2 separate regions of the Pan troglodytes genome follow, and region 1 is linked to region 2. The links are chromatin contacts, called in public HiChIP or PLAC-seq maps. All regions are on one chromosome and are shown on one strand. Each heading gives the region's core, a stretch centred on a gene start, on an enhancer-like site or on the middle of the called end of the contact. The rest is flanking DNA. Distances are from core to core; before and after follow the strand shown.

Region 1 (5,994 bases), core at 551-3,050, 830 kb after region 2:
TACGCCTCATACTCAATGCAGAGCATCACAGACAAGAGCCCTTCCTCATGGAGCTTGCAGTTAAACTAGAGGAGACACACATTATGGAATAAATTAATTGCAGGTTATAATTAGAGCTGGAGAGTAACAAATAAGAAGGGGCTCAATTTAGATTATAATTTATTAAAAACTGGTATTTTGAAAGAAATTGGTATTTTTAAGAGCTTTTGTCTCGGCATATTTCAGAAATGGATGCAATCAATATTGCAAACTTAGAGGCTGAGTTCAAAATTGCAGTGACTCAACAGAAAAAAAAACGTAAACATTATGTTACAACAGAAAAAAAGTTTTTATATAAAAATGGCAATTTAAGGTTGCGATTCAACTTTTAACTTAGTAGGAAACTAGTATTGAGGCTACTTTGGTAGTCTTAAAACCATATAGGGGAGTTTGTAATACTGGATGAGCCCAAACATGATCATGTGCAAAACCTCAAAAGAAATATAAGATTTACCCCAGCTTTATATAGGACTGTTCCTAGAATCACCAATTTCAACCCATCTAATACAGTGTTTACACTGTGAAATGATTCCAAATAAAAATACTTTACCTGGAAAGTAGTTCTTTTGGTAACTTTTGGACTCTTTGTATATGCCAAAGTGGTGCTAAAAACTTCATCAGACATGGTGTATTTTTTCTCGTTACCTTTATAAAATAGCTAATTATTAGAATTCAACTTCTGATGGTAGCTGAAATATACAAAAAAATCAGACTTTGCATGCTTCAGAATTTATTACATTTGATTCTACTGTCCCCACAAAGGTCAAAGAAAAGCATCTGATATGAACATTGGGCTACATCTTCACTTAAAAAGGTTCTTGTAAAGAAATAGCAAATTCTCACAACAAGCTTGTTTTAAAAAATTCAAATGGAAGTTATCCTAAAATAGTTTTGCAACTACTTAAAAAGTCTGCAAATAAATGATTACCAGTTAATACGACAAAATGCTGCCAATTAAAATAGAACACCTTATTTTTCACCTCTCTTCTAAAGTATAACATTGCCTTCAAAATAAGTCATGTCTTATTTAAAAGGCCATCAAAAGGATCGTCGGCGTAAAAATTATGAGCACCACCACCAAAAAAAAAAATGTATCTATATATTTGCATATAGCGCTATTCAAAGAAAAAGATCGTAATGCTAACCCGCAAACAGCCAGCGATATGTATTGCAAGCCAATTTTTCCTCTCACAAAAGTGTTAAACAGAGCCAGACAAAACGACGAAGCTTTCGCGATGAGCCGCATTAAAATCGCGGTTTCCCGTGCTCGGAGCAGAGGCCTGGCAGGGCCGCCCATAGCGTTGTGCGCCCCGGGTTCCGTTCCCTACCAGGCCAGGTGACGTCCGGGTGCTCGCCGCTCCTCACCGCGCCGTATGCTGAGCACCAGCGAACGCCAGGCCCGTGCACGCCCAAGCGCGGTCTCTGTCCGGATCCCCCATGGCCCCCAGGTCCCGCTTTCTGTTCCCAGCCCCGGACGCCCGCGGCCAGTTCTCCGCGACCCTGAGAATCAAGAGCCAAGCGTCGGGTAGGAGCTGCTCACCTTGGTCTGGGCCTGGCGGCGCCCGCAGAGCCAGTCCTGGACCGAGCGAGGAGGAGGGGCTAATAACAGAGGCGGAGGGCGGTTGCTAGGAAACAGCGTCTTCGGGAGGAAGTGACTTCCCCACCGCCGGGTCTCTCGGGTACCCAACACCGCTCTTCGGCCCAACGTGTCGCTGGGGCAACCACCCAGACGAAGGAAGTGACATCACTTTCCTGGGTCTTTGGAGAGGGGCTCATTATTGGTCGCTTGTGTGCATGTGCTGTTGCCTAGGAGACAGGACCCGCCCAACTCCCACCCAGATAGCCTTACTCTTGCCAATAGAGTAAGGGTCCTTATCTGCACGTGTTGCAAATAAAGCACATTCGTCGTTTTGCCACAGTTAGGACGTGATGTTCTCTGAATCGAAGTACGGTGTCAGTGGATGGGACAGAATAATAGTACGGTAGTGACGTTTGCAGAACCCTGTTTCCGACTGCACGTTTGAATCCTGCTGCCCCTTTCCTACACACGTGATTGTCCCAAGTTAAGGTCTTTATGACTCAGTTTCTTCTTCTGGGGGAAAACAAAAGTGTACTAATAATAGACACCTGAAAAGTTGCTGTAAAATTGAATGAAATAATACAAGTGGAACACTTGGAAGAGTGCCTGGAATTGTATTCGATATTAGATGTGCTCCTCATGCAACTAAGCCGCAAAGGGCCTGGAGAGAACTCAGCTCTTGTGGACACAGCTGAAAGCCCATTGGACATCTTACTTGAATGTAAAACTCCCCCTCTTTGTATACTTAGTGAGTAATCTTATTCGAATCAAACCAAACAAAATGATCCACTAGGCTAAAAGAGCATGTGCTACTAAACAAAATCAACATCATTTAATTAGCATAGGAAATTCTTAAAGCAAATAAAAACCAAAAACGTTTATTGAAAGTCTTTAAAATAATATGAATTTTTACTATTTTTAATTTTTAAAAAGCTTAATCCTAGTTGAATTATCTGAATGAATTCATTGACTAGTAATTAAACTCATACCTGGTATTTTTTCCACATCTCTAAAATATGTTAATATTTCACTAATTCAATTTTGTATAAACAAATCACATTGAGATAGAAATTTAATAAATCAATGTATTGAAAAACTAAATGTGCATAACAAGAAATAAGAAATTTAGTAAAATACAATGCTGTATTAATCAGGGTTCTCTAGACGGACAGAACTAATAGTATATATATAATATATATATGTCCACTCATCTGTATCCATTTATGAAGCTGAAAATGTACACCACCTCTACACACACATACCCAGAATAGAAAATGCTCCCTATTTTCTATTAACTCATGGCACTACTGTTGAACCCTTCCAGGTTCACCTCATGCTCCTGGAACCTCCTTTCCACTGTAAAACATTCTCTCACTTTTTCCTCTATAATCACATCCTTATCTTAGCTAAGCAAAACTATTTTCTGAATAAACTATCTCCCTGAGGGCTTTTCAAATAGGGACTGCTGTAGAAGGAAGATTTCTAAGTTCTCCTAGGTCCTCACATACTCAGTGACTGCTCTCCTATTACTCCAAACCCTTCCTCCTCACAAGCCAATATTCTATGTTCTATTTCTCAGTTTCTGTCATCAATAGATATCTAGGCCCTTCTCCCACATTCACTGAATATCTACAGCCAACCTATCCAATACCTGAGATCACACCAAGGTATGGTGTGGCCATGTTCCATTCAACAGAATTCTTTGCTCTATACTCCAAGACTTTCACTTGTCCATACCCCTAATTGTGGGGCTCCGTATTGGAAGTCTTAAACTGTAATACTCCACTCCAAAAGGCCCATGGCTTCCTTTTTTAGTTATTCTTCTCTTGTTATTTCTATTTAGGAACTCATCAAGACATCTAGACTCTTTTTTTTTTTTTTACTTTTTCTTTCTTTCTTTTTTTTTAATGCATGTATCTCATCTAAGATGTCCAGACTTTTGAGCTTTTCACATCTTCCCCCAATTTATCAGTTGCTCTCTTTGCTTCCTGCTTCCCTTTCCTAGCTAGCCCAAGTCCCACAATGTAGCTTATGGAGTTCTTTCTTCAGCACTTTCAACTTTCTCGCTTCATCATTCCTCTGGGACACAAAACTTGTCCATTGATCATCCAAATTCTTTGACCCAACGTATTTCAGAGTAATAGTGCATCAATCCCAGCTTACAATTTTATTTTATTTTTAGATCCAGGATCTCACTTTTTTTGCCCACTACTGGGCTCAAGCGATCCTCCTGCCTCCATCTCCCCAAGTGCTGGGATTACAGCCATGAGCCACCATGCCCGGCCCCAGCTCGCAACTTTCTGTGTGACCTCAGGTATGTTACTTAGACACTCCTAACCCCAGTTTGTGCATTCATAGGTTGGGATAATACCAACCCCTTCCAGTGCCATTTTAAAGATTTCATATAATACTTTGCACAAATACATATGATAAAATTATTTCCCCACTCAGGACAGTGCCCAGTAGAGCTGGTGAGTCAGTAACTGTGGTTCCCCCACTTTCCTTCTCCTTACCAAGCTCACCTTCCACCTTCCCTCTAATTCCCGTCCCTATTCTCTTTCATGTGTTTACGTGCCTGTCTCTTCCACTAGAATCAGTTTCTTAACAGCAGCAGTTTCTCAAAATTGACAGTTTGAGCAGAATCATTCTTTGCTGTGGGGGCTGTCCTGTGCATAGTAGAATGGTCAGCAGCATCCCACTCTCCACCCCACTAGATGCCAGTAGCACCCTCCAAGCTGTGACAATCAAAAATATCTCTAGACATTGTCAAATATCCTCTGAAGGACAAAATCACCTCAATTGAAAACCACCGCACTAGAGTAATGGCTATCAAACTTTTTTGAACAAGACCTACAATAAGAAACATTTTGTATATGTATATACACACACAGTATGTGAAATAACTTCATCAAATCATTCTTTCCCTTACGGTGTCCCACTCTGATATGTTCTATTCTGTTTAAAAAACAATGACTAGACTGAGCCTCCACAAGAATAGTAATCTTATCTGTTTCATCTTTGCACTCACAGTACCTAGGCAAATTCTGTGGCACACAAGAGGAACACAAATACTTGTTAAATTGCAATGAATAATCATTTCTGGTAGTCAATAAAGAGTTTTAGTTAACAGAAGAAAAACAAAAATTCAATTTGTCTTCTGGTTGTGCCGTGTTCAAAATTGAACACCACCCTTGGCAGCTTCCAGGAGAAAAAGTTCTTCGCCTCTGCTCTAAAATATTCTGTAGCCTAATCAATGTGAGCAAAAGGCAAAAATCTACTAAGGTATAAAATGTTTTTATATACTACATATATAATGTAGTATATATGTATACTGATTATACATATATGATGTATACATAGTATATATGTATACTGTACATATGTACATAGTATATATGTATACTGTACATATGTATATAGTATACATGTACACTGATTATATATATACTACATATGTAATGTATATATGTATACATATATATGTATATAATCATAAAATGTTATAATCATTTTATGATTATATACTACATATATAATCATATATATATACACAACATATAATCATTTTATGATTATATACTACATAGATAATCATGTGTGCACTAGGCAGTGATCTAAAATGCCAATGACTATGGCCAAATTACTGACAGATACAAGCCTGTGACTTAAGCCAGCCACTCAGAAGAAATAAGCCTCCCTTTCCTTGGAGACATTTTCTAAAACTATAAAAATAAAAGGCAGAAATTAGTACATATTCAGGTAACAACTACCCCCTCCCTAAAATAACTTCTGTTGTATAAAACCCAAAGATTAAAAACTACAACATTGGATATAAAAGCTGAGTCTTTCAATAAAAAGAGGAATGGGACAAATAAACTCAACATATTTTTTTAAAAAACACTCATCATTTTTCCTGAAAGTACAATAGTTCCTCCTTATCCAAGAGGGATCCATTTGGAGACCCCCCCAGTGCATGTGCTGAAACCATGGATAATACCAAATCCCATATATACTATGTTTTGTCTTATGCATACATACCTATGGTAAAGTTGAATTTATAAACTAGGCTCAGTAAAAGATAAATAACAGAATAATTATAACATACTGTAATAAAAGTTATATGAATATAGCTCTTTTTCTCTCAAAATATCTTATTGTGCCGTACCATAGGTAACTCACACTGTGGATAAAGGGGGACTACTGTACAACAATCTCACCATTTGCCAATATTCCCGAACCGGTTTTAGCTTTTCTCCTCCTCCCTTGTTTGTTTCTTTTGGTTCAATGCTGCTGATTATTCTCTAAGAGGCTCTTCTAGCTCCAATCACATTCTTATATCAACAGATAGGAGGTTCTTCAACTGCCGGCTACACATC
Region 2 (5,399 bases), core at 975-3,474:
TAGTAAAAACTCTATAGCAACCTTTACTAGATGTATCCAAACAGGTTAGTTAGAACTAATCAAAGTACTTAATTGGTTCAATATCTTAAAAAGAAATGCACTTATATTACTTTTAAAAATAGTCTACTTTATAAATTAAATATAAATGCTTGTTTGAGGAGTTAAGTAGATTTTAAAAAGGTAAAGGACAAAGAAGGAACACTGCACATAATGCAATCCCAGACTGAAGCTGGATATGTAGAACCAAAAATATGCCACCACTCAAAAATCTTCATCATACTAACGAGAAAAGATGGGAGTAGAGGTACTGGCCAGGTACAATTTCAGCTCAGCAAGGCTCTGAGAGCAGCGGGAAGCTGAAAGCACATACAAAGTGATTGATTATAAAATAAAATACCTAAAAGGGACTCTCTTAATTACTGGGTATTTGTAAAATGCAATTAATTAATGAAACTTTTACTGTAAAAGGCCAAAAAAAAAGTTAAATCAGCTTAAATTATGCCAAAACACCACTCATTATTGAATAATTAGCCCATGACTAGCTTATCTTTAAAGGACTCCCTCTCCCTGCTCTCTTCCCCCAGTATTAGAATGTTAAGTATTTTAGCAATTGAAAAAAAAAAACTACACCAACCTCTCTTCATCTAAAGGCACAGGTTTTCCATTATCAGCTACAAACATGTCATGGGTCCTCTTCAATGACCTGAACACAAGGGTGTGTACAGAATGTTTCTGTACCTCCTAAAACAAAAGAATGTAATTACACACCTATCTACAAATTACACAAATCATAACCTAAAGTCAGATTGATTATACACTTCACGTGTTTAAATATGTAAAAAGCTTTATACCACTCACCATAGCTACTTGTTGCAAGCTACAGGAGTCAAGTTCAGAGAAGAGGAGGAAGCTCCTCTTTGGCTAGAACCTCAGGTTTAGCAACTGAGTGATGCCGGAGTTTAACTTACTCAATAATATTTACTGAGCTCCTACTGTGTGTCTAGCAGGTATTGTGCTAGAATCTCACAATAGAATGATAAAAAGGTAGTCATGGTCCCTGTGCTCAAGAGGAAACAGACAAATAAAAAGTAAAATAATTTCACATTTTGATAAGTGCTATGAAGGCAACAAGCAAGGCGCTGAGTCAGGGAACGAAGGACTAAGTATAATTGTGAAAGATTTCACTAAGGTGATATTTAAGCAGAAAGGGAGTTAGCCTTGCACAAAACAGAGGTAAGAACGAACCAGGCTGATGGAAATGTCATGTAAAAAAAAGTTCAGTTAACTGAAATAATACAAGGAGCGCAGTACAGCTGTGTATGGAGGATGAGATGGTGCTTTGTAGCTGCAAGGGTAGACAAGGTCCAGATTAGGTAAGGTCTTTTAGACTATTACAACAGCCTATATTTTGTTCTAGCAACATAGGGTCAGTAAAGGGTTTTAAACAAGAAAGGTATGAACAACTTACGTTTTAAACAGAACAACTTATAGAACAAAATGGAAGCAAGGAAACCAACCAACGGGGAGCTAATGCACCAGTCCAGGTGAAAGATGATGTTGGTCTCAATTAAGGTGGACTGCAGGGGATGTGGAGAAGAGTGAATGGAATCAATAAACATGTGGGGTAAGATGGACAAGACCAGCTAACAGCGTTGGCTGTTCATGCCAGGGAAAGATGTAAAGAATGGCAAGTTTTTCTGGGGGTAGAGGTGAAATAAGAGACGACCTGAACGCAAGATAGAGAAGACTACCAATCTTTTAGGGCACAGAATCACTGACACTGCCCCGAGGGCGGCAAGTACCAGTGATCGAACACCAACAGAGGCCCCGCCTCCGAGGACAGTTTCCAGCTCCCAAGAGTCAAACGAGGACTGGACGAATTATCTCAGGCTTCGCGCCCAGGCTGAACCTCCGACTCGGGTTCTCATCCGGCTTCTACCCCTTCCCCGAAAACCCGAAGAAGAGACCACCCGGCCTTGGCCAAATAGCTCCCCTCGTAGCCTCTTTTCTCTCTGGACTCCAAGTACTCTCAATCCCCCACGCGCACTGCCAAAAAAACAGTCCAGAGACAAACGACTCTTGAGAGCCCCAGTGTCACTTTACCTCGACCATGATGCTACCGTGTATCCCACCTCCGGCAGGGAAGAAACTCTAATCACTAACGCAGTACCCGCCGCCACAGCTGTGCAGCACCTTCCGGACTTGGGCGCCCAGGCGGCGGATGTGATGCAAGCTCTGCGCACGCGCGCTAGTCTCCCTCGGCCATCTAGGATCAGGAGGCGGGTCTCCCTCCTCGGGACCGCCTCTAGGGTGGAGTCTCGAGGCTGAAAGCCTCGAGACTCCTGGAAGGGCCTGGGTGGAGGGTTTCACTCGTTCCTCTGAAGAAATCTTAGAATTATGTTTTCTGCCTTAGTTGGGGTCCTGGTTGTTCGTGCTGTATTCCCCGGAAGCTTAACGCTTTTTATTCAGAGAACCTAAGCGTCTGGAGAGCAAACTCCCGTGGGCTCTATCTAAGGCATTTCCACTACCTTGATCTCTTTGGAGGTCGCCTGCGTGCTTTGTGTCTCCTGGTTCTAATCCTGGCGAGAAGCACTTGGACACTTGTAGGCTTAACACCTGAAAACAATTTCGCTTAAACAGTCCAGTAAACACTTGTTAAGTGAACGTTGAGGAATAGCTGTTTTAATTTGGAAAATTTTGACATGTAGATATAACAAAACCCGATATTTATTTTCTGCTAATAGATTGTTTTTATTTATTTCTTAAAACTGCATAGCTCTTGGCCATTTCCTAGTTGCCTGCTGATTATTGTGGCTTCAACAATGCCAGGGTACAGCTTTTCAAAGCTGGTAGAAGAAAGACACAATTGGAGACTTTAGCCATTTTTATTTATACATATCCTTGTGCCAAGTATTGGTATTTTTGCTTTCTACCCTGGTAAAATCTGTGGTTTGTGATCAACCCTACCCAATTATTTTTCTATGTAAAAAAAAAAAATGGATCGACTTAGGCATTTACAAACTTAAACAGACAAACATTTTACTGGCCCTGTTTCAGTTTCACTAATCCTGTCCTGAGAGCATACTGCTTACACTTTGAGAGGGGGGAAAAAATCTAGCAAAAGAATAGCAATATAAATCAACCTTACTTGGAAATTCATTAAAAACATTAAGGTCATGGGTTTTTGTTTGAGACAGAGTTTCGCTCTTGTCGCCCAGGCTGGAGTGCCATGGCGCGATCTTGGCTCACGCTGCAACCTTGGTTGGCGCTGCAACCTCAGCATCCCAGGTTCAAGCTATTCTCCTGCCTCAGCCTCTGGAGTAGCTGGGATTACAGGCGCCCGCCACCATGCCCGGCTAATTTTTGTATTTTTAGTAGAGACAGGGTTTCACCATGTTGGCCAGGCTGGTCTTGAACTCCTGACCTCAGGTGATCCACCCGCCTCGGCCTACCAAAGTGCTAGGATTACAGGCATGAGCCACTGAGCCCTGCCTTAAGGTCATGTTTTTACTTGAAGATACAGCATCTCTGAATTTAACTGTGAGTTTGGCCTAAGAATTGCTTTTCTGTAAAGGTGGCAGGTGATGGTATTTCCTTGCAAGAAAATACCATAATTGTAAAATATATACTTGATGAACTAAATAATATACTCACCTATTAATATTAACTATAGAAAATAACATGATTTGAAATGACAATAAAACCATAGAAACCTAAGCAAGACTAATATATATGGCAATATATTAATTGTCTAGTTGGACCTATTAACTTTTTACATATTTAATCATCCTGGAGACATTAATTTAATTTCTCAATAACAACATGGTAATGATTGAGGTAAATTGCCTCGAATTTGCTCCTTTTAAAACACTGTCATGAATTTATAGAATTATGTCATCCCCTTGAAAGTTTACAATATTTTAGATAAATATAGAACTCAAGTGACCCTATTATTTAGTTCAGGGATTCATGAATTATGTATATTGTAGGAAAATTTTGTATTTATATGGGAGTATGTTTTATTTTCTGGAGAAAGGATCCACAAGTTTAATTGGATTCCTGAAGGGCTCCGGGATACACACATGGCCTGGCTGACACCCCAAGCTGCCTTATTTGAACAGCAGGTGTCACCACTGCTCTTCGTACGGGCCCTCAGGGCTGTCCTTAAAGCAGACACGGCAAGTAACTTATTGATATAAATTATTAGTATTACGTCTGTGTAAAACCAAGAATACAAGTTTTAAGGAAAGCCCTCCTTCTTTAGGCAAGATTTTTTAAACTCACTAATACAGAAACTCTTTTTATTCTCCTTCAAATATTGTCCTTTGCTCTTGAACAGTGATAGGTCATATGAGTATAGATTTGAGTGCCATTTTCATCAGCTTTTTATGATATTTTTATAGGAAGTGTTTTCTGATGCTTATAAAATAATAAATATTACTATTTATTTTCCTGTTTCAACTTAGAGGGTTAAATATACAAGCTTTAAAAAACACTATATGCAATGTTCTTTAGAGTTGTGTGGCTCAGTATGTCCATCCCTTAAATTTCATATTTGAAATCGTTCGTTAATTCAAAAGGAAGTAATCATGGGAGTTATCACTGTTTATTTGAATTTCTGAGGTCAAAACCTGTGAAAAATGATACTTGGACATTTCTTCCAAAACTTTGGTCTTTAATTGTTTAGCACAATGCTATGAATTTGCCTAAATACTAAGGTAGTGTTAGCAGATACTTTCTTGTAGCATAGTTGAAACAAGCTTTTGGGACTATAAGGAACAGTGAAGGGGCTGTTCTTCCTGTTAATGCCTGGAAAGACTTTGGGAATAATTAGATTGTACTATCAGTTATAAACTGTCAGTTATAAATATCTTAGCAAGGTGTATGTGTGTGTGTGTGAGAGAGAGAGAGAGTCCTCGGGTCTTACTTATCACAATTTCACCATCCTCTACTACATGAAGCCCCATCTCATGCGTATTAGTTTGCTAGGGCTGATGTAACAAAGTACCACAAACTGGATGGCTTAGACAACAAATATTTATTGTCTCACAGTTCTGGAGGCAAGAGGCTTGAAATAAAGGCGTTGGCAAAGTTGGTTCCTTCTAAGGGCTGTGAGAGAGAATGTGTTCTATGCCTCTCCCCTAACTTCCAGTAGTTCTCTGGCAGCCTTTGCCATTTCTTGGCTTCTGCTGCATCACTGTCATGTCTGCCTTCATCTTCACATTTCGTTCTCACTGTGCATATGCCTATGCCAAATTTCTCCTTCTTAAAGAACATCAATCATATTGAATTAAAGGCCCACCCTACTCCAGTATGGCTTCATCTTAACTAATTCCATCTAAAAATACCCTATTTCCAAATAAGGTCACATTCTTAGATACTGGGGGTTAGGAATTCAT

Evidence for each region. HiChIP or PLAC-seq counts read pairs in DNA pulled down with a chosen protein or histone mark.
Region 1: a contact with region 2 is called in an H3K4me3 HiChIP or PLAC-seq map of stem cell-derived excitatory neurons, with 7 times the contacts expected there. The contact joins the promoter of MAP9 here to the promoter of PLRG1 in region 2. A contact is called at or near these places in 1 of 7 Hi-C or Micro-C datasets (stem cell-derived neural progenitor cells) and 1 of 1 datasets of contacts at active chromatin or transcription factors (stem cell-derived excitatory neurons).

The regions. Positions count from the first base shown.
Region 1 is chr3:157,186,115-157,192,108 of NHGRI_mPanTro3-v2.0_pri, forward strand. MAP9 (microtubule associated protein 9) reads right to left here and starts at 1,801. Exons shown (of 14, transcript XM_517499.5): 1 at 1,580-1,801; 2 at 590-728. The coding sequence starts at 664.
Region 2 is chr3:156,355,225-156,360,623 of NHGRI_mPanTro3-v2.0_pri, forward strand. It overlaps PLRG1 (pleiotropic regulator 1), which reads right to left and starts at 2,225. Exons shown (of 15, transcript NM_001246648.1): 1 at 2,104-2,225; 2 at 635-741. The coding sequence starts at 2,112.